Linked DNA regions of Mus musculus: regions 2 and 3 are each linked to region 1. The links are chromatin contacts, called in public HiChIP or PLAC-seq maps. All regions are on one chromosome and are shown on one strand. The core of a region is the stretch at or near the end of the contact, and the rest is flanking DNA. Distances in the headings are between cores, read along the strand shown.

Region 1 (3,623 bases), core at 445-2,944:
AGCAAAGATCATTGTGTTTTAGTGGATGCGATTTTCATCTCCAAAACAACCAACCAGCAAACGAACCAACAACCAACCAAACCAACCAAATTATCTACAGAAATAGAGCTGTGGCGATAGCTAGGTCATAAGATGCTTGCCATGCAATCACATGGACTTGAATTTGACCCCCCACAGCACCCACCTAAAAAGAAAACACCAGGTACAACAGTGCATGCCTGTAATCCGCCAGAGTGTTGGAGACAAGAAGATTCCTGGAGCTTGCAGATGATAATATGGCCAAATCTATAAGCTCTATGTGCAGGCAACAAGCCTGCCTGAAAAATAAGAAAATGGCCAGATATGGTGGGATATGTCTTTAATCCCAGCTCTTTCATTAAAGGCAGATTTCTGTGATTGAAGGCCAGGTTGCTGTATATAGTGAAACGGTACCTCAGAGAGAGAGAGAGAGAGAGAGAGAGAGAGATTAAGAGAGCGAGTGAGAGAGAGAGAGAGAGTTTTCTTCCATCACAGTTTCAACAGAATTTTACCAACAACCACATAAACTCCAGAAATTATAAGAACAAAATTATAATCCCATCTAGGTGTGGCACATGCCAGGAACACCAGAACTCGGGGGTTTTCAGGATGGAGAATGAGGTTTGCACCTACAGAATAAGTTTGAAGCCAACCTGGGCTACCGGAGACACTGCAAAGCACACTTGACTGTCCATTGTTTCGGGGTCACTGACTGTGCAGCCTGCAGGCTAGATTAGAAAATGAATGAATACCTTTCTCCTTCTCTTCTCATTCCTTCCATTGTTCCAAGAGCTCTAGCCCTTTCTCTTTTCTCAGTTTTCTTGTTTTAAACATTCAGCGATGGTGCTCTTCAAAGACTCTTCCCTTTACCTGAAACCTCTCATCATTTTTGATGTTCATTGAGTATATTGCAGCGTCCAGCCCAGCATAGCTCTTCCTCTCCCAGAGCCTTGTCTAATTAACACAGTGGAGTCCAGTCCTCCCTGTTAAGTATTTCCTCCTCTCTGTTCTCTTTCCATCTACCGCTTCATGAGTTATAACATTATGTATGTATCTTATATGTACATATATATATATATTACTGTATTATGTTATATTATGATATATTGTAATAACTGTTTTTATATCCCTTAAACTAAGACATTGATCACTACTCAGCAGCCTCTCAGCCACTCTGTAAGTAGTTATGGGCTCATGTGCATACTGCTCCTCACTAAAATACTCCTGGGATTTAGTCAGTATTTATCCTCAGAGCCTTATATAGCTGCTATACAATGAATTAGGCATGTTTCCTGTCTGTCTCAGAGGAGAAAAAGTTGCACACCACCAAAACATACAAGAACATGGCCTCTGTCTCATGTGGTCTGTCGGTGAGTCACAGGGCTCAGACTTATGAAGGCTCGGAAACCTGGATTCCTCATCTTTTTCCTCCCTACTGTGTATCTGAAGGAACAATATCTTTCCATCTTTACCAAGGAGGCCAGGATAAGAAAGGAAGGTGGAGCTTCTTATCTTTCAGGTAGTTCGGATGACCGACATTCCCAAGAAGCCATTACTGTTTGTGAGCCAACCATCACATGAAATATCTGAAAAGATCAGAGGAAAGGGCAGGCCACAGATGGGGTGGGGTTGTTGACCCTGCATGTGGCTGCCTTGCGCTGTGAGTCAGACACCCACATCCTGTCCACTCTGGCTCACTCTTGTTCTCGTTTTAAGAGCTCTATCAAAGAGATGAAGCCTTACGCCTTCAGAAGGCTTCTGTTACTTTTTGGCAAAAAGAAAATATATGTGTGCATTCTGTAGAAGTCTACCAAATGTGGGTCTCTCTCTTTCTCTCTTTCTCTCTCTCTCTCTTTCTCTCTCTCTCTCTCTCTCTCTCTCACACACACACACACACACACACACACACATACACAAACACAGGCTTGGAAGCCTGGGCCACAGAACAAACAGTAACTCCACACACTAAGTCATTTGGTATTAATTAAACACTGTTCTCTTTAAAGAAATGGCATCTATTTAGTTTGAGCCAATACCATTCAAATAAACTTACAAAGAATTATAAAGTATTTATTAATATTAACCTTGACTTTAATTTTAAACCAATTAGACATTTTGTTCTGGCTGATTCTCTGAGCTTACAAAAGTTTATATTGCAGGATATAAAGTTCTGATTATGTTTGACATCGCTCCTTGTTTTTAAACTTTATCCATTTGCATTCTCAGGTTAAAAAAATAATCAGACAACTGTCTCAATGTAGTTCTTCATATTTACTCTTTTTTTTTTCCAATTGCAGTTCTGGAAGGGAGGAGGGAAAAAGAAAGAGAGTTTTAAAAAGAGGAATTAAGTTAAGGCTCAGGAGAAATCTATTCTGTTATTCCAGTTTGAAATATTTATTCTTTTCATGTGGCTGTCAATCAATTACGGACAACATTTGATAGCTCCCTGGGTATCTTAAATAAGAGTCACAGACAAACATCGCACTTGGAAGCCATCTCACAGGAAGACTTAAGGACATGCTTCTTGGCCTCTGCTGAATTTGTTGGAGCTATGTCGCTTGGCGCTCATGTGGCTTCCCAACAATACCTCCATCTTGACAAGATGAAAGGCTCTGGTGTTCCTAATCTACTGTAGGCATCTGCTAGTTCTGCCTCTTCATTTCATCTTACCTTCTTCTCCAGTCTAGTTTAGTTATTTTTCTCACCTCACATCCCCTTTTCATTTAATTTCCCAGAATAAAGACATTGCACCTGAGATTCTCTCTTCTATCTCCCATAATCAGCTTCCAAATGCTGACACCATTGCATACACTAGCAAGATTTTGCTGAAAGGACCCAGATATAGCTGTCTCTTGTGAGACTATGCCGGGGCCTAGCAAACACAGAAGTGGATGCTCACAGTCAGCTATTGGATGGATCACAGTGCCCCCAATGGAGGAGCTAGAGAAAGTACCCAAGGAACTAAAGGGAACTGCAACCCTATAGGTGGAACAACAATATGAACTAACCAGTACCCCGGAGCTCTTGTCTCTAGCTGCATATGTATCAAAAGATGGCCTAGTCGGCCATCACTGCAAAGAGAGGCCCATTGGACTTGCAAACTTTATATGCCTCAGTACAGGGCGACGCCAGGGCCAAAAAGGGGGAGTGGGTGGGTAGGGGATTGTGGAGGTGGGTATGGGGGACTTTTGGGATAGTATTGGAAATGTAAACGAGGAAAATACCTAATTAAAAAAAGAAAAAAAGACATTGCAGAGTTGGAGCTAGAGATCCCATGTACGGTAGTGTCATGCCCCATCAGTTTCACAACGTGTTGCCTCAGTTTCAGTGGGATGCTTAGAAAGCTCCTACTGATTTTCCTCATTAAATACAATGAGAAAGATACTTTGTAAAGCTATGCTCAGACTGCCATCCAGAACATTCTGTACTTCATGTCTGTTCGTATGATATGAACCTTATTAGCATTTAGATTCATACTAAAGTATAATCTGGCCAGACCATGTGATGGTACAGAAGGTAAATAGAGGTATGTGAGAAGCAGTCAATCCCTCATTTCTGCCAGTTAATCTCTAAAACCCAACAGCTAATCAGTAAATATCACATCT
Region 2 (3,623 bases), core at 590-3,089, 470 kb before region 1:
AAGTAAAATAAAGAACAACTATTTAGAAGTACAAAAAATAATCCGTCAGTGATTCACATTTTTAATCTATTAGTTAATTATAATTTCATCCGTCTCGTCTTTGTCTCCATCTCTCAGTGTGAACATGTCTCTCCCTCCCGCTGTCTTTCCTTCAAGACAAAGCCTCTATTTTTAATCCCTATAGTAATTTTACAAGGTGTGACTGTGCGTTAGTAAGGAGACAAAGCTCGGAGACTGGCACATGGCTGGGAAATTGACCTGTCCAGAACAGAATCCTTTACAGAACACCTTTCTTAGGGCCACTCTATCTATGGTTATGGCTCCATTCTCTTGATTTCTTTGTAAATCCCCAGTGATTCGGCTCTACTTCTTTTAAAGTGTCTTTGCTAGTTCATCTGTATCTTCTGACATCACCTCCTCTTCCACCCGGAATGTCAGGTCTTCATTATCAACTGGATCAGATTTAGAAAGTCCATGGGGTATTTTCAAGGGAAATTCCAGAAGCATTTAACTGAAGAGGAAAGATCCACTCTTAATGTCAGTAGCACCATACCTGAGATGGGGCTTACACTTCATCTTTATTTATTTATTTTTTTAAATAAGTCTAAGAGGGGAGGAGGAGGAAAACTAGCAAGCCGAGAAAAGTAATACACACCCACTGAATTTGATATTCTGATGAAGACATCTCTCCTCTGAGTTTCAAGCAGAACTTATTCACTCTTTTCCAGAAGCAAATTTCTGGGGATTACCAGCACTGCCATGGCAAAGTACCACATGTCAGAGAGTTTAAACCACAGAGATTGGTCTCCTCACCGTTCTAGAAACCAGGACTTGAAGATCACGATGCTGGCAGGGCTGGGTCCTTCTGTGCCCTCATTCCTTGGCTTATAGATCGTGGCTACTCTTGGTTGTCAACTTAACTGTATCTGGAATGAACTATAATCCAGAAATGGAGGGCATGCCGGCCAGAGAGTTTCTTCTGGGTTTGAAATAGGTGAATAAACTTTTAGTCTGGACTTTTGAGGTGGGAAGACCCAGGCTTTTGATCCAGCTCGCCATTGATGGATTAGTTGGAATGCAGCCTATAAGTTATTCCGTGTGTGTGTGTGTGTGTGTGTGTGTAGGGGGAGGCAGAGATTCATTCTATAAGTTCTGTGATTCTAGACATCCTTAAGAGGCCACATTATCCTATATTTTCACAGGGCCTTTACTGTGTGCAGTTGTATACCTAAATCTCCTCATATTATGAAGACATCATCATACTAGGTCAGTGGCCACCTCATAAAACCAAACAGTGCTTAGTGCTCGCCAAAATAAACCAACCGGTGGTGCCCCATGTTCACCTGAATAAACCAACTGGTCCCATTGCTGACTGGAATAAACTAACCAGTTCTCAGTGCCCATCCCAATAAATCAGCAGAGCTCAGTGCTCACCTGAGTAAACAGACAGCGTTCAGTGGCTGCCCTAATAAACTCAGTACTGTGTGTATGGGGGGGAAAGGGGGGGAAATATTTGCATTAGCAAACAGGAAGTGTTGTGCCGTAAATTACTCTCATGTCACATTCAACAGCTGTGCCTCTGTTAGCTGCTAGAAGCCAACATCCTACAGTACCATATTCAATAATTCTTAGTACTGGGCACAGAGGCCTGTGTCCTAACCAGGGCTGCTCTCGGGCTAACTTCAGCCTGGTCTTCAGCTGAGGCATCTGTGGAACAAGGATCTGTGTAAATAAGTTTCACATTAGTAAGAAAATTGGAGAGCTCATTGTGGGAAAGCTGGGTGCAGTCAGGGATGACTAATAACCTTAACCCGAATGGGTCACAGTGAGCTCAATCAACAGTAATGGAAGGCACTTCAGGTCTTAGGGGATTGGCCAAAAGTAGAATGGCCCTGCCTACACGTTTACCCTGGAGAGCTGAGGCTCTCATCTTCATGCTCAGTCATGCAGAGGCATATATATAAACAGAAGACCAACTAAAGTTCAGCATAAATTGGCTAGGCCTGAATAAAAGTCTGCTGTTGGAAAGTCCTGCTGTTTGGATATCTGTTATTAGATATCAGACATCAGTGAGGATTATTGTTTATTCATAATAGTCAATAGGAATATATATATATATATATATATATATATATATATATATATATATACATATATATATCTTCCTTATGAATGAGCACAAATTAAATTTGCTTAAAGCCACAAACAAATTATGCATGTCATTTACAGATGTAAGGTTTATATCTCCTTAAGAACCTAACATATCTGGTGTATGGAAGATCTATGATTTTTTGTCACCTACATTTTTATTTAATTTATTTCATAACATAGAGAGCTTTGTCATATAAAGGTAAAAATCCTTAAACCAACTCAGCTTGCTATCCTCCTTCTTCCTTCTCTTCTCCTCTTTTTCCTCCCCCTCTTTTTCCTCTTCCTCCTCTTCTTATTCCTTTTTATTTATTTATTTATTTTTAATTTAGTTTAGGACCTCATCCCACTGAAGGTGCTGCCCTTATTCAGAGTAGATTAAGCCTTCTGGAATCACCCTCAGAGACACTTCCAGAACTGTTTCTATGCCAGTTCAATTGGCAATGAAGACTGGCCTAGTGACTTGAAGAGGGAAAATTCCTGGGAGAAGGATCTTGGTCTCCTATTCAAAGGACTGAAATAAGGAGTCACAAAGATTTGCAAAAGTAGCAAACTAATGTTTTTGTTTCTTTCTTTGTTTCCCATGAGGAAGGGTAATGTTCAAAGTCTGGTAAAATTAACAAGAAACAAAAGATTTTTGCCTTTTAAAATGTTGCTAAAAGTAGATAAATGACCACAAAGCATGGGAAAAACAACTGTGAAACAAAATCTTGGTTGTAATAGAACTAAGTTGTATAGACATTTTCTCTTAAGATACATTTTTTTTTTTTTTACAAATCTGACATAAATTTACATCAAACTAAAATCAAATCATGGATGTCAGCTATAGATGTAAGCTTTGTACATTCATTAAGAACCTAACATATCAAGCTGGGTGGTGGTGGCACACACCTTTAATCCCAGCACTCGGGAGGCAGAGGCAGGCAGATTTCTGGGTTCAAGGCCAGCCTGGTCTACAGAGTGAGTTCCAGGACAGCCAGGGCTACACAGAGAAACCCTGTCTGTAAACAAACAAACAAACAAACATACAAAACAAAAGAACCAAACATATCTGGTGTATGAAAGTTCTATTTTTTTCCTTGAACATTTTAATTTACTATTATTTCATACCATGGAGAGCTTTGTCATATAGAGAACTATGTGTGTTGGTTACATACACATTTGAAACTAAAGGACAAAGTTTCTAATGACACTTCCATCATATCTGGCTTATTTATATATAGCATTGAATTATGCAGATTATAAAAGCATTTCCTCTTAGAGACATAAATACTGAATATAATGCTCCAGTGAACACAGAGATTCTAAAGTTGCATTTCATTTTTGTGAACAACACTGTTTTTATGCTAATAATTTATCATGTACATAACAACAAATTATAAATTAAAATATAAATTCACATAACATTATTTACAAACACAGCATCTATTAGCAATGACTTCAAGATTTCATTTTGAGCGATACTTAATCACTCT
Region 3 (3,623 bases), core at 815-3,314, 410 kb before region 1:
CATTTCAGCTTTGGCAACCCAGGACAAAGCAAGGATACCTGAGTTTGATTGACTTTCTTCTGTGATGGCAGTAATCCAGGGGACAGATGATCACTAGGGAAATCTATGCTAAATATGTCAGCAATGGGAAAATCTTGTACATTTTTCAAATCCTTGAAATGCTTGGTCAACAAAAAGCTGTAAGTGTGGAAATATTCAGGAATTGTCCAGGTCTCACATTGAAGAATAATATGATATAATGCCTAGTATACATGTTCATATTGATTTATTTTTCCCTCTCCTCCCTCTACTCCTTCCTCTTGTTCCCTTCCCTCTCTCACTCTCCTTTCTTTCTTTCACTTGTTTTTGTCTTGGGAGACAAGAGCCTTCCTGCCCAGGCTGCCTGGACCTCACTATGTGCCCAACCTGCCTTTATGTTTCTGGCAGCCTTCATGCTCTGGGTCTCTAACTTCTGGAATTACAGCAACGTGCCCCATTGCTGCTTTATTCTTCATTGATACCTATGTCACATATAAAAAAACAATAATATCCTGTTTCAGGGTGCTGGGGTGTGTGGCTGGCTGTGTATAAGTGTCCTCTTCTAGGCTTTGTTTGGTAATGAAAAATAAAACAGCATTTTATTTTTTAAAAAAAATCACCATTTGAACCACAGTAAAAGTTTAGCAGATCAGTGTTACATATGTGCTCTGTATGAACCTTACTAGGAGTCACATGACCTTGTTTTGTGGAAAGGACACAGTAATAATTTTGGCTTATCACTAGTAGTCAGAGTCAACAGAAGAAATGTCCTTGGAATGCTCACCTGTGCTCATATCTGCTGCCCCAGCCTCAGAGACAACCAAGGAAGAAGGTATTGAAAGGCTTTAAGAACCAGAGGTCAGAGAGGCACCTTGAGAAGCAGTATCTTCTGGATATAACTGGACCACTGTATTCATGAGCTCACAGAAGCCATGGTTGTCTGCATGAGACCTTCACAAGATCAAACCAGTCAGCATGGAGTAGGAGGGGTTTCATGAACCCCAGTGATAACTGAGGATATATGGACAATTGATGGTTCTTTTGGGGGAAAGATCACTTAAGGAAACAAAGTATAAACCCTAGTAGGGTGACCACACTCCAGTGGATGTCCCTATCCCTGGAATTTCATGGACAGCACAAATTGGAGCTAATGGGTAGTTTTTTTTTGGGGGGGGGCACAAAAACATGACGTTGGGGGTGGATCTGGGTAGAGTTAAGAAGAGGAGTTGGTGGTGAATATTGTTAAAGTATATTCTATGACCATTCTCAAAGAATTAATAAAAAGGCTTATACTAAAAATAGCTTATGTTTTGCCTTTCAGATGGTGGCTATCCTTGTAAAACAAAACCAGGCATGTGCAATATGGACATGAATGGGTTTGCTTATGTCTATAAAACTTTATTTATGAAAGCAGCTAATAGCTGCTCTCAGCCAGCAGGCCTCAGTGTCCTGACCATGATTCTAGATTTCATTATGAAAACATGCATAGGAACATGTTCTAACTGTCCAGGACTTACTGGTCAGGTCACAGTCCTGAAAGGTACCCATGTAGCATGGCTTCATCACTTATGTTCCTGAGAGCTAATTATTTGGCCCAGTCATAACATTTAATAACCTTCTTCTGTGACTTCTGTGTGTCCCCTGCCCCCAAATGCAGTAAGTATACTCTGGGCGGGAAACAAAAGATGCAGCTACTGTCCTGTGTTTCCCTGGAAGCCTGTGGAGTGGCATTGCTTTTGCCAGGAGTGGTCCTTCCGAGAAAGCTGTCTCTGAACAAGTTTGGGCAACAATTTCATTGAGGATGAAAGAGTTACTTCTGTCAAATTCAACACGCACTCCAGTTTCATTATTTTAGGACATAAAATTGTTTAGTGATTAACTTTGTTTATACTTGGCAAAGCATCACTTCCTTTTCTGAGGAGGAAAAGAGACAAAAAAGCTCATAAAAAATTTTTCAAAAAGCTTTCTACTTCAAACAGCTCTTACAAAACTGCATTTGGATGAGTCAAGTGTGGGGGAGTCAAAACCATATGGATTCTTCCCCTTTTAAAATAAACACTGACTTTCAAATTGAAGGAAATTTTCTTACAAAAGTAGACTTTAGCTTCCATAGACTATAAATAGTGAAAAAAAAGCAACTTCCCGAAATTTGATAGACCCAAATCACAGCTGGGTTTCTCATTCTTAATAATTGTGTTTTCACTGTATATCATTTAAAAACAAACAGCTCTAGGAGTGGCCCACATTCGGCTATTTTTAAGGGCATGGAGATTTTCATTTATCTCTCAAGTAATTTTTTCCCAAATCTTGAATTTGAGATAAGTTGCATTGTTACATTCGAAAAGACATAGGGTTAACCACTTGCCAGTCATTGTATTTCAGAGTCAGCTTGAGGTTAGTCTGGACTTCATAAGTGGATCCTGTCACAAAAGGAAGGAGGGTTCAAGGAAGGAGACAGAGACAGATAGGGAAGAAGATGAATACAGAGGAGAAGAAGGAAGTATTTGGGTGACAGCAAAAGAGGAGGAAAGAACAAAGTAAGGAGAGAAGTCAGGAAGGAAAGAGGAAGGGAGGGAAGGAAAGAAGGAGGGAGGGAGGGAGGGGAGGAAGGAAGGAATGAAGGAGATGGAAAGTGAGCTATGTCTGTAAACTTATTGTTTAAGATTGATTGATATAAGACACATTGTTTAAGATTGTTTGTGTGCATGTATGTGAACCCTGTTGAATATCTGTGTACTGCTTTTGTATAGAAGACCATGGGAGTCAGAGGAAGGCATTAAATTTCCTGGAACTGGAGATACAGGGTGTTATGAGTGACCATGTGGGTGCTAGGAACTGAACCTTGAGTCCTTAATGAAAACAGCCAGTGCTTGCTTCTAATCACTGAATGATCACCCGGTCTCTGTCTGTACATACTTCTGATACAATGATAATTCCTGGTTAGATTATCATCTATTATTACATTTTATCTACATTTTCATTAATAATCTAAGCAATAAAAAATTAGCACCCTTATTTAGGTAGATTAAGTGACCTACTTGGATGGCTATGAATATTATCATCAAATAATGCAAACAAAATTTTCATAATCTCAGTCTTTAAACAAATCAAGTCAACTAGACTTCCATTTGTTCCTTAATTCCTTTGTTAACACCAGAAATTCTAAAATACAGAGGCATTTTCTTGAAAGGACCCAGATATAGCTGTCTCTTGTGAGACTATGCCAGGGCCTAGCAAACACAGAAGGGGATGCTCACAGTCAGCTATTGGATGGATCACAGGGCCCACAATGGAGGAGCTAGAGAAAGTAACCAAGGAGCTAAAGGGATCTGCAACCCTATAGGTGGAACAACAATATGAACTAACCAGTACCCCCCCCCCCCCCGGAGCTTGTGTCTCTAGCTGCATATGTATCAAAAGATGGCCTAGTCGGCCATCAGTGGAAAGAGAGGCCCATTGGTCATGCAAACTTTATATGCCTCATTACAGGGGAACGCCAGGGCCAAGAAGTGGGAGTAGGTGGGTGGGGGAGTGGGTGGAGGAGGGTGTGGGGGACTTTTGGGATAGCATTAGAAATGTAAATGAAATAAATACCTAAAAAAAGA

The links. HiChIP or PLAC-seq counts read pairs in DNA pulled down with a chosen protein or histone mark.
Region 2: a contact with region 1 is called in a FOXA1 HiChIP or PLAC-seq map of pancreatic cancer cells. The contact joins two enhancer-like sites. A contact is called at or near these places in 2 of 115 datasets of contacts at active chromatin or transcription factors (T-cell acute lymphoblastic leukemia and pancreatic cancer cells).
Region 3: a CTCF HiChIP or PLAC-seq map of the NIH/3T3 cell line shows a contact between it and region 1, with 5 read pairs. The contact joins two enhancer-like sites. A contact is called at or near these places in 1 of 15 datasets of contacts at CTCF or cohesin (the NIH/3T3 cell line) and 1 of 484 Hi-C or Micro-C datasets (cerebellar granule neurons).

What each region holds. Positions count from the first base shown.
Region 1 is chr10:96,869,737-96,873,359 of GRCm38.p6, reverse strand. No RefSeq gene overlaps it. Among named protein-coding and RNA genes, the nearest start is that of Gm46240, 30 kb to the left of the region's middle. Within about 2 kb of position 1,694, at least 84 of the 459 cell types and tissues checked have an H3K27ac peak or open chromatin away from gene starts, as enhancers often do. A contact at or near this core is called in the NIH/3T3 cell line and pancreatic cancer cells, where this site is marked.
Region 2 is chr10:97,336,382-97,340,004 of GRCm38.p6, reverse strand. No RefSeq gene overlaps it. Among named protein-coding and RNA genes, the nearest start is that of Mir3966, 85 kb to the left of the region's middle. Within about 2 kb of position 1,839, at least 61 of the 459 cell types and tissues checked have an H3K27ac peak or open chromatin away from gene starts, as enhancers often do. A contact at or near this core is called in pancreatic cancer cells, where this site is marked.
Region 3 is chr10:97,281,427-97,285,049 of GRCm38.p6, reverse strand. No RefSeq gene overlaps it. Among named protein-coding and RNA genes, the nearest start is that of Gm34044, 47 kb to the right of the region's middle. Within about 2 kb of position 2,064, at least 11 of the 459 cell types and tissues checked have an H3K27ac peak or open chromatin away from gene starts, as enhancers often do. A contact at or near this core is called in the NIH/3T3 cell line, where this site is marked.